Linked DNA regions of Ovis aries: region 1 is linked to region 2. The links are chromatin contacts, called in public Hi-C maps. All regions are on one chromosome and are shown on one strand. Each heading gives the region's core, a stretch centred on a gene start, on an enhancer-like site or on the middle of the called end of the contact. The rest is flanking DNA. Distances are from core to core; before and after follow the strand shown.

Region 1 (5,249 bases), core at 1,745-4,244, 36 kb before region 2:
GAGGGTGGGGCAGGGCCATGCTTCTTGGGATGTCCCAGGGAGCTAGGAACACATAGTTGAAACCCAGTAAGTTTGTTTAATCATGGGGAAGCTCCAGCCATTCCTATAGCCTGAGTCAGGATTCTACGATGGGAGCCAAATTCCCATGAGAGAGCCCTGAAGAGGCTCTTAGTTCTGCCCTATGAGCCATTTTTATGGAAGACTTTCAACTCCTTCTATAACAATAATGATTAATGTTTCATAGACACACAGAGAGTTTGCAAATAATGAGAAAAACAAATCTATGAAAGTATGTTGTAAACTATAAAGAGTTACATACATCTAGTGGGTTTGTTTATTTAAGCTTGTAAATAGAAATACCCTGAGATGGTCAGGATGTTTTATCTCCATGTGGAGGAAACCGTGGCTAGCAGAGAGCTTATCGAAATGGTCCAAGATTTCATTGGGCAGGAATCTAGGTCTTCTCACTGCCCTATCACATCACACAGTTCAATAAAAAATTTACTAAGCCCCAAGTGATGTTCTGGGCAGAGGTGGTAGGGGAGGTTGGTCACTTAAAATGACTCAGGCAGAGCCTCCTGGAGGAGCTAACAACCTGGAAGGGGAAGGGTGCCAAATGGCACATCCAGTCTTGTGAGATCCCCTGCCCACCCTCTCTCCTCTGCACTTCTGGACCCATCTCATGCTCTCCCTCAGCTTCAGCCACAACCTGGATGCGGATGAATCAGCCTACAGCTCTCCAAAGCTGTATCTTCAGCCCCCTGAACTCCAGAGCTGCAGACCCAAGTGCCTCTTGCATACTTCTCACAGGGGAGTCTCCCTGGGCCACCAGCCCCACAAGTTCAAAGCTGAGATGCCCTCCTCCTCACCCCCTGCAGGATGCTCAGTATCCTGCATCCCTGAATTAGGTGGGGCACTCCCACTCAACCACCTATGCGTCACCCTGTTGACCCACTCCCCACCCACACAGCCAACCAACTGCCAAGTCCTGTCCATTTTCCTCCAAACCATCTTTGAAATCCAGTCCTTCTCTTCCTCCTCATGCCTCTGTGTCAGGTCAAGCTCTAACTCTTGCATAATAACCTTTTAACAGTCTCCTTGCCTTCAGCCTTACCTCCCACGAATCCATCAGTCTCTGCAGTCAGTTTGTACAGGTCCCTCTTTGCCTCAAGCCTCAAAGCCTTGAAACCCTCCAGTGGTTCCTCTCTCCCTGCAGGGGTGAAGTCCAAGTTCCTTCCTGAGATGATATGATATGATACTACCCTTCTGCCTTTACAGTCCCTTCTCCAGCCACCCTCTGCCTCAAACATTTCACAGCACAGAAGCTGGCCTGTCTGAAGGGCCAGCTTCATAAGTGTGAGACCTATGCAGTTTATATATATATTTATTTATTTGGTTGCACTGGGTCTTTGTTGCTGCCCACAGGCTTTCTCTAGCTTCAAAGAGTGGTGGCTACTCTCTCCAGTTGTGGTGCAGGGGCTTCTCAATGTGGTAGCTTCTCTTGTTGCGAAGCTCAGGCTCTAGGCTCACAGGCTCAGTAGTTGTGGCTCCTGGGCTCTAGAGCACGGGCCCAGTAATTGTGACCCACAGGTTAGTTGCTCCGAGGCATGTGGCATCTTCCCAGACCAGGGATCAAATCCAGGTCCCCTGCAGTGTCAAGTGGATTCCTATCTACTGCACCATCAAGGAAGTCCAGTTCATATATTTTAACAAGGGCATTTTAATTATACACGGGACTCCCGTAGTTATCTTGCTAGTCTTTCCCGCCTGTTTTTCCCTGCACCTCGTTGCAAAGCCTGCAAAGCTTTGTACAGTCTACTCCAACCGGGAACACCACTCCCACATCTCCCTCTTTCTGCAGCTCTTCTTTTAACACTCAATTTAGGTGTTATCTTTGGGATGCCTCCTTTGACCCTCCTCCCTCCCCATCCCTGCCCTAATCACATAACACGTAGCAGGTGTTCAACACTTGTCTATTACATAAATTCAGTGAGAAGGTAATGTGCCAAAAAAGACTTTTAAACCATGATCCACGGTAAAGCGAGGCAAGTAGGGCGTTTCTAAAAAGACTCTTCTTGAGAGTCTCTTGGACTGCAAGGAGATCAAACCAGTCAATCCTAAAGGAAGTCAACCCTGACTATTCACTGGAAGGACTGATGCTGAAGCTGAAGCTCCAATACTTTGGCCACCTGATGCGAAGAGTTGACTCATTGGAAAAGACCTTGATGCTGGGAAATATTGGGGGCAGGAGGAGAAGGGGGCGACAGAGGATGAGATGGTTGGATGGCATCACCGACTCAATGGATATGAGTCTGAGCAAACTCCAGGGGATGGTTTACGACAGGGAAGCCTGGAGTGCTCCTATTCACGGGGTCGCAAAGAGTCGGATACGACTGAGCGTATCTAAACAACATCAAGTTATGGGCAGCATTATCACCATCTTCTACCCCACAAAGAACCACAATGCACTGGAATGTTTTCCTCTGGAATTGCATTTCTACTCTTGTATTCAAAATTTTTTCCCACTTATGTTCAAAATTAAAAAATGACATCATTAAAAAAATAAATAAATAAACAACATCAAGGACCTCTAGGTTCCTCAGTAGGCGCTAGGACCCTGTCGGCCGACTCGTTAATCTTTACGCAGAGGGCTCCGCGCCTGTCTGGCCGGGAGCGACTGGGATCAGCTCCAGGGCGCCGCCTGCTGGGATTCTGCAGCCTCTGCAGCCCTTTCCGGGCGCCCCAGCTCCTGCCAGGTCTTGAGCCCGCCTCGCGTCTCCCATTGGCTGGCTCCTCTTCTCCCGCCCTTCCCGGGCTCAGCCACTCGGAACCCCGGCGTGGGTGGGGCTTGAGGCCTGGGATGGAGCGCGCTTCCCGATTGGCTCTGAGGAAGGCGGTGACGTGGCCCGAGAAGACCCATCTGTGCCTAACCCGAGGCTCAGCCAGAACAGCCCTGGATTAGTGGTAGGCGGGGCGTGTCCCGGTCGGAGGCCGGAAACGGAAGTGGAGGAAAGATGCAGGTGGGGGAACAGCAGCTGGGGAAATGGGGGGCTGCCCTGGGGCCCCTGGGCTGAGTTCAGCCGGTCCTTTCCTGACATGCTTCCTCAGGCTCTCTCCGGGGGCGCCCTCCCCGGCCCGTTGTGCTGGCCCCACAGGGTGGCGGTTGGGGCGATGAAGTGAGCGCGCGAGCGGCTTGTCAGCTCGCAGCACTCACGCACCTTTCCCCGCCGTGTTTCCCGCCAGGACCATCAGCACGTGCCCATCGACATCCAGACCAGCAAGCTACTCGGTAGGAGGGGCGCCCCCGCTCACCTAGCTGTCAAGGGGAGACCTGGCCCCCTGGCCCTCTGTCACCAACAGCGGACCCGCCGACCACTCGCTCTGTTCTGTGCTCCCATCTGTGGCTGGACCTGCCTCAGTAAAAGGAGCGGGAAGGAACCATGCATAGAGTCTATACTTGACCTGTGTTTTCTATTTAAACGTATATAACATGTTGTCAGTCATGTATTTTAGGGACAGAGGAGAGTTGAAGGCTTGCCTTAAAGATGATCAGCTGCCGAATGGCAGATCTGAAGTTAGAACCTAAGTCTGTCAGGTTCCAGTATTGTATTACGCTGGAAAAAAAAACTTTCTTCCTTTTTATTTTTTCCTTTGACTTTAGGAGGAAAAGGCACGTAGGTCCAGTTGAAAAGAAAACCTTTTAATGGCCAGACCATCTCCCTGCTGTCTGTATCGCGTCTATATACCACCTCTCTAGTTCAGAGCCAGGGAAGGGCCTCTTCACTCTGACCCCTCTAGGGCAGTGCACAGCTCCTGGATTTTTAAATGGTCTTTGAATTAATTGTTTTGATGCCAGTTGTGTCATTAAGATGACATCTGTTTGACTGTGTCGTCCCTTTGCTTCCACTTCTGTGACATCTACATAATTTTTGTTTTTGGAGATTTTAGTGGAGTGCAGCAATGGGGATATAACTGATAACTAGTGTGGGCTCCCAGCATTTGACCAGTTAGCAGATTTCTTAACAAGGGCAAGGTGGCCACTTAGTGGAGCGTCTTTAACTTCATTTTGGATTTGTCCCAGCTCTTCAGGACCTGTACACTCTTGATGTATATGCTTGTTATTGGTCCTGAAAAGGACTGGTAAAAACCCAACCATTTATTGAGGGTTTATTCTATACCAAGTGCTGTTTTATGGGCTTAACATTATGAAAATGAAGACCACTACAATTCATTGAGCCCTTGCCATGCGCCAGGCATGATGTTCAGTGTTCTACCGTTTGTACTCAGTATATTTATCATGCCCATTTTACATGTAGAGAAACTGAGGCACAGAGAGGTTGAGAGACTTGCCCAAGAAAGTTGGTAATTAGAACCAGGACCAGCTGACCACAAAGTCTAGGTCTTAGCTCTCTCCTATGAGGAAATGTACATAGCTCTCATCCACCTATACCCTCAACTGAAAACAGATCTGGCCCAGAATCCAGGAGATCAGTCACACTGGTATCCATGTGTGCAGGATGGTGCTTCGCTGATAAGAGTAGACCAGTGTTATTTAGTCCTTAGGGGCTTTGCAGTTGTTCATTCATCTGGTATTTGGTGTAACCGACTTGTGTTTTTCATTGTCATGGTTAATCCCAGCCCTGAGAAAGTAGAAATTGAATGGCAGTAAGAAAGATATAATTATCCATGGAAGCAAAAATATCATGGAGAATTTAGAGTGGTCCAAAGTGTCACTTTGATGTCAGGACCAATTGAAAGCTTTCCTTTATCCTGTGTTGAGGCAGTTACTTTATAAAGTCACATTGTGGATAAAGTTAGGTTGCTGGAATCTGTTTAGCCCCAAGCATCCCTTTGAGCCTGTCTTCATTCCCATCTTCCCGTGACCCCCACACCTTAACCAATATGAGTACAACTTTTAGCCAATGCCTTAGCATATTTCACTTGAATCAGTGATGCAGTTTTGGCCATGGGAATGCTATGATTTGGGTTTCTGCTATAGACTGGCTGGTAGATAGAAGGCACTGCAACCTGAAATGGCAGAGTCTAGTATTGACCATCCGAGAGAAGATCAATGCCGCCATCCAGGACATGCCAGAGAGCCAAGAGATCGCCCAGCTGCTCTCTGGATCCTGTGAGTGCTTCGGGGCTGCATTACTGGACCCCCGTCTTTCTTGGGGTGGTATAAATCTGCTGAGCTGTTCCTCTTTCTTTAGTCATAGGACTGACCTCTAAAGAAAGAGAGGCTTTTA
Region 2 (5,546 bases), core at 300-2,799:
TGGGGTGAGGCCTACATGGAAGCAGGGCTAAACATGTGGGGCAGGGTGAGGATGCCACCTTCCAGGCTGGCTCACCAGCCAGGAAATCCAACGGGCTTAGAGCAAAAAATAATTTTGCTTTAAGGGAAGGGGCCCTTTGGAGTGATAAGTGTTAAAGTCCTCATCTAGGCCTGGGAAAGCTCGCTCCAACACTGCTACAGCATCCAAAATGCCAGTCTCCCCCCACGACACCCCTCGCCCGGTGTGTTTGCTGTGAAGTCCTGAGCAGCGCCAATGAATGAGGAGAAATGCTACTTTGGGCTCTCTCTGTGCTCTCCCTCCTGTCTACCAGAAATCCACGTTTAAGTCATGGGGCCTTCAAAGATCGAGCCAATCCTTCATTTTACAGGTGAGGAAACAGAGACCCGGACAGAGAGCATAACTGGCCGGAGACCCACAGCTCACACAGTGGATGCGGCTTCCCTTTCTGCTGTGAGGCCGCTGTGGCCCCTCCCTTTCCCCTTGCTGAGGCCACTGCCTGGGAGACTGGTTTCCAAGAGGCACAGGCAGAATCCCAAAAATCTCAGGCCTTTCTAAGCCCAATGTCACCCTGTCTCCTGAAGGCCTGTCACCTGAAGGCGCTCCACTGAAGTGACAGTTCCCGCCGGCCTGCTAGCTCAGGGCCCCTCTGGGGGGCGGGGGGTGGCCAGGGAGCTTTTGTGGGCCCTCCCTCAGCCGATTGTCTGCAGCTCTGTCATTGTCTGTCTGTCACTCAGAAGCGAACCAGTGGGGGGAAGAGGTCAGGCTGGTTGGTGGACAGGGAGAAAGAGGCCTGTCCCTCTCAGAGAAGGGTGGGGAAGATGGGGGGCAAGGCAGCTTATTCAACTGGCTCATCCCACCCCCTCTACCCGCCTTGGCTCCCCTAGGAAATTCCAGGCTTTGCTCATTTAGGACCAGGGCAGCAACTGTCCACAAAGACCCATCTCTTCTTGCCATGTGAAATCTTGAATGCCCACTGGAGATCTGCTCCCTTGCCCTGCCCTGTCTAGAAGGGGCTGCAAAGGCATCTAATTCAAACCTACTTGGAAAGGGGTCTCCTCGTGGCCCCCACTCCACACGACCACCTTCTTGACACTCCTGTGCTTGCCTGTGTCCCTGTCCCCATCTGCCTCATCAGATCCCCCAGGTTCCACCCACCCTCACCCCCCCTCCCCCCCGTAATCCCACCCAGATCCCTCCCCTCCAGAGCCCCTGTTCTCAGACTGCCCTGGCTTCCACTTTACACTGCTGTCTCCCCAGATTGTACGGTTTCCAGTCTCCCCTTGCTCCCCCTGCACACAAATCTACCTCCCCAGATTCAACTGTTTTCAGGCTTCTCTCTCTCTCTGCCCTCTGTACACGAACTATCTCTCCAGATCCTGCTGTTTCCAGGTTCCCCCATGTTTCTCCGGTACACAAATTGGCCTCCCTGGGTTCGGCAGTTTCCAGAACCCCCTTGCTCTCTCACTAGGCAGTCCCATTTCCCTAGATTCAGCTGTTTTCAGGCTCCCCTCATTTGCCCTGTACACAGATTCCTCTCCCAGGTTCTGCTGTTTCCAGGCTCCCCGACTTCCCTTGTACACGGATCAGTCCCTAGCTTATGTTGATCCCAGCTGCCTAAGAGATTGTGTAGGTTTACGGAGTGGAAGGAAAAAGAAAGTCAGAAAGAGAAGGAAGAGAAAGATTGTCATCAGGGAAACTCCTTATCTCTCTGGTCACCCAGAGCTCTAAGCAACTTGTACGCAGTAGACTCTGAGCCTGGGACTCCCTTGAGCTGATCTGCGCTGGGACACCCCAAGTCCCCCTTCCCTGCTGCTGCCCAGGGTCTCAGCTTTAAGCTAAGCCTCCTCTGGAGGGCCCCTTCTTGGAGAGGGTGCTTGTGCACACAGGAGGCAGGGCCTACAAGAGCCTTACCAAGTCTTGGGCTGTCTCTCAGCCCCGGGCCCCTGTCTCTCCCCTGCTACTTCCTTCTTGCCTTCCTAGGCCCTCTGTCTCTTTCTCACCAGCTACACCTAGGCTTCTCTCACCTTATTCAGCTAGAACTTAAAGGATGCTCCAAATGCAGCCTGAGGATAAAAGGTGTTCAAAGCTAGAGACCCACACTTTTTTCCTTTCATTTTTTCAGGATGAAGTAGTATTAGTCTCGGGTCCTAGAAATTCATTATGTGCCTGGACCAGCATCCTGGCATGCTTCTACAGCCTTCCTAAACACTTGTGTTTCATCCTTGTGACATACAAGATGCCCTACATCCTAATCCTCACAGAGGGGAGGGGAGGGGCTGATGGCTCTGTTCTTCAGGTCTTTCCAGGGCTCTTACCTTCTCTGATTCACTTCAATCGTGCCCCCAAAGCTTCTGGAATCTGGGGAGGTGTGTCTGTTCTCCATCTCCTTCCCCCACCCACATACCCAGTAGCCCCATCCCCGGCCATTTTGTCGGTCACAATGCCCCAACTTGCTGGCTCCACTAAACTTTCTGGGTTCACTGGGGAGCAAACAGGAAGACAGGGCAGGTCCAGGGTAGTGCTCTCACAGAAGAGAGAACTTTATTGAAAGTGAAGCCCACAGGTTTCCGACCTCTCTGCTTCTGCTCCCAGGACCCCGCGAGTGGCTTCAGTTTCCCCGCCTGTCAAGCAGGGCTGACACGCCTGCCTACCTCACAGAGGTTGGGATCGCAAAATAAATTACATATGTGAAGAAAACAGAATTCTTTTACAGAACCTGACAAGTGTGAGCTATTTACCTGAGTCCTATTTAAAGAAACCTGTACAAGGAGCTATTTTGTATTTTGTATATAAACTCTCCTTCCTTTCTTTGAAAGGAAACAAAGTTGATGACACTCATTTATTAATTTCATTATTTAAAAAAAAACACTATTGGGGATTTCTCTGGTGGTCCAGTGATTAGGACTCCAAATTGCCAATGCAGGGTGCGTGGGTTCAATTGCTGGTTGCTGCTAAGTCACTTCAGTCGTGTCCGACTCTGTGCGACCCCATAGATGGCAGCCCACCAGGCTCCCCTGTCCCGGGATTCTCCAGGCAAGAACGCTGGAGTGGGTTGCCATTTCCTTCTCCAATGCATGAAAGTGAAAAGTGAAAGTGAAGTCGTATCTGACTTGTAGCAACGCCATGGACTGCAGCCTACCAGGCTCCTCCGTCCATGGGATTTTCCAGGCAAGAGTACTGCGGTGGGGTGCCATTGCCTTCTCCGATCGCTAGTAAGGGAACTAAAATCCTACATGCCCCACGGCACAGCCAAAAAATTTAAGAAGTAGAACTAAAACCACCACTATCGGGGATTCCCTGGAGTTGGAGTTATTGTACTTAGAAACTGTACAACCTACCTACGGACAGGTGTCAATACTCACTGAAATGTAGACTTAAAATTTGTGAATTTCAGTGTGTGTAAATTATATCTCAATAAATCTGGTTGAAAATGTGCAAAGAAAACCTGTATTGGGGTTTTGAATCCAGAAGCCCTGTTTTTTTTATTTTGTTTTAATTGCCCAGGAAGGCACTCCTTGTTGTGGGAATTCTGTGTATAAATGTTAGATTTGGGGGCTCTGCAGAGAGCACAAGGATACGGAGAGGTAAGCAGGGTTTCAGGGAACCCTTACTGCTGACCCAGCTCTGTCACTTCTTAGCTCTGTGACATTGACTAAATCATCTTTTGAGTTTCACTTTCCTCAGCTGTTCTTCTCCCAAAATCACCCAACTTCCTTTCCCTATCTCAAAGTTTAGGCTTTCTTCATTGTCTGAGCCCTTCAGCCCCCACCCCCAACTTCCAGCTGAATGGAGTCAAATCTGGGGTGTTGGACAAGAGGTCTGGTTTTGCGGACACTGTATTCATCAGGGGCCCTGTTTTCTCAGCATAACTGCCCCTAGTTCCTAGGGTCTCTCACCCTCTCATCCCTTCAAGGTCCGCCCACCCCACCGACAGGGGCCACGTTCTGCTCTGTGGTGGAGGGCATCTCTAGGAATGGACTGCAGAGCTCAGCTAGATCTGGTTCCTGCCGGCCTTTCCAAAGGCCTCATCTTGATCCCCGGCGGCCAGGAAGGAAGGATGTGGAGCTGGTCTTACGGCGCCATCTTCTGGACAGATCTGTGAGAGTTCATTTTACTTGCAGTCATTCAGAGAACACACAGCTATTTTTTTGGTTTTCAACGTTTTAAAAAATCTCACCCGCTTCCCCATAACCAAGTTCTGATTTCTGCCCTTTCTGAGCCATTTCTCAGGAGATACTGTACCAGGAGCCCTCTAACCTTCTGAACATAGGGCTGGATCCTCTGGAGGGGTAGTGGGTTAGGTGTGTGATTCTGCGACCCATGAATTGTAGCCTACCAGGCTTCTCTGTCCATGGAGTTTTTCAGGCAAGAATACTGGAATGGGTTGCCATTCTTTTCTCCAGGGGATCTTCCCAACTCAGGGATCGAACTGGGTCTCCTGCATTGCAGGCAGATTCTTTACCAGCTGAGCCACCAGGGAAGCTGGAGGGATAGGGATGATCCCTAATCCATCCAGACTCAGAGCAGCTGAGGCCGGTCTCTTTCAATCATTCTGTCAGTGAACCCATGTCTCCAAATATGTCCCCATATGTCCCCAACATACCCACCCCAGGAATCCCTGTCAATCACTAAGAAGCTGTTGCCTGGAGGCAGGGACATTGCCTTCATGACTTTCAAAGTTTTCTTCTATCCTCAGTTTCCCTGATTGAGGGCTCACTGCAGCCAGGAGAATAAGATGTGTATTTTCAATGCCTTAAAAATCAGGTGTCTGGACAAAGAAGCAGAAGCATCATATGACATAATGTTATATGTGGAATCTAGAAAGACTTGATGCAAACGAACTTATTTACAAAACAGAAACAGTCTCACAGACTTAGAGGATGAACTTAAAAGGTTGCCAGAGAGAATGATGAGGGGAAGGGATAGTTAGGGAGTTTGGGATGGACAGGTACAGACTGACACTGCTACATTTAAAATGAATAACCATCAAGGACCTACTGTGTAGTACAGGGAACTCCGCTCAATGTTCTGTGGAAGCCTGTATGGGAGGGAGTTTGGGTAAGAATGGATACATGTATATGTATGGCTGAGTCCCTTTGCTGCTCATCTGAAACCGTCACATCATGGTTAATAATCGACTATGCTCCAATACAAAATAAAAAGTTTAATTAAAAAGTCAGATGTTGGGATAAAGAGAAATTGTGGGCCTGGTCAAAAGGAGTCACATCTCTCATGCCATTTCTTTTTCTCTCATTTGATGTATGTCTGTTTTTAGAGTGGATGTAGGTGAGGGTGATAAGGGGGCACCAAATACATAAGCTATAAAGTGGATTTATTACTTTAAAATTTTTTTATTGAGGTATAGTTGATGTGTAATGTTACAGAAGTTTCAGGTGTACAATATAGTGATTCACAACTTTGAAAGATTATACGCCATTTATACTTATGATAAAATATTGGCTGTATTCCCTGTGCTGTACAATATATCTTTGTGGCTTATTTATTTTATACATAGTAATTTGTAC

The links. Hi-C and Micro-C count contacts between places; a contact is called where the count stands out from the background.
Region 1: a contact with region 2 is called in a Hi-C map of liver, with 2.5 times the contacts expected there. The contact joins the promoter of CDK5RAP3 here to the enhancer-like site in region 2. A contact is called at or near these places in 9 of 16 Hi-C or Micro-C datasets (hypothalamus, liver, mixed tissues and 5 more).

Annotation. Positions count from the first base shown.
Region 1 is chr11:38,227,921-38,233,169 of ARS-UI_Ramb_v3.0, reverse strand. It overlaps CDK5RAP3 (CDK5 regulatory subunit associated protein 3), which reads left to right and starts at 2,994. Exons shown (of 13, transcript XM_060394857.1): 1 at 2,994-3,020; 2 at 3,244-3,289; 3 at 5,000-5,131. The coding sequence starts at 3,015.
Region 2 is chr11:38,190,119-38,195,664 of ARS-UI_Ramb_v3.0, reverse strand. No RefSeq gene overlaps it. Among named protein-coding and RNA genes, the nearest start is that of MIR152, 17 kb to the right of the region's middle. Within about 2 kb of position 1,549, at least 4 of the 54 cell types and tissues checked have an H3K27ac peak or open chromatin away from gene starts, as enhancers often do. A contact at or near this core is called in liver, where this site is marked.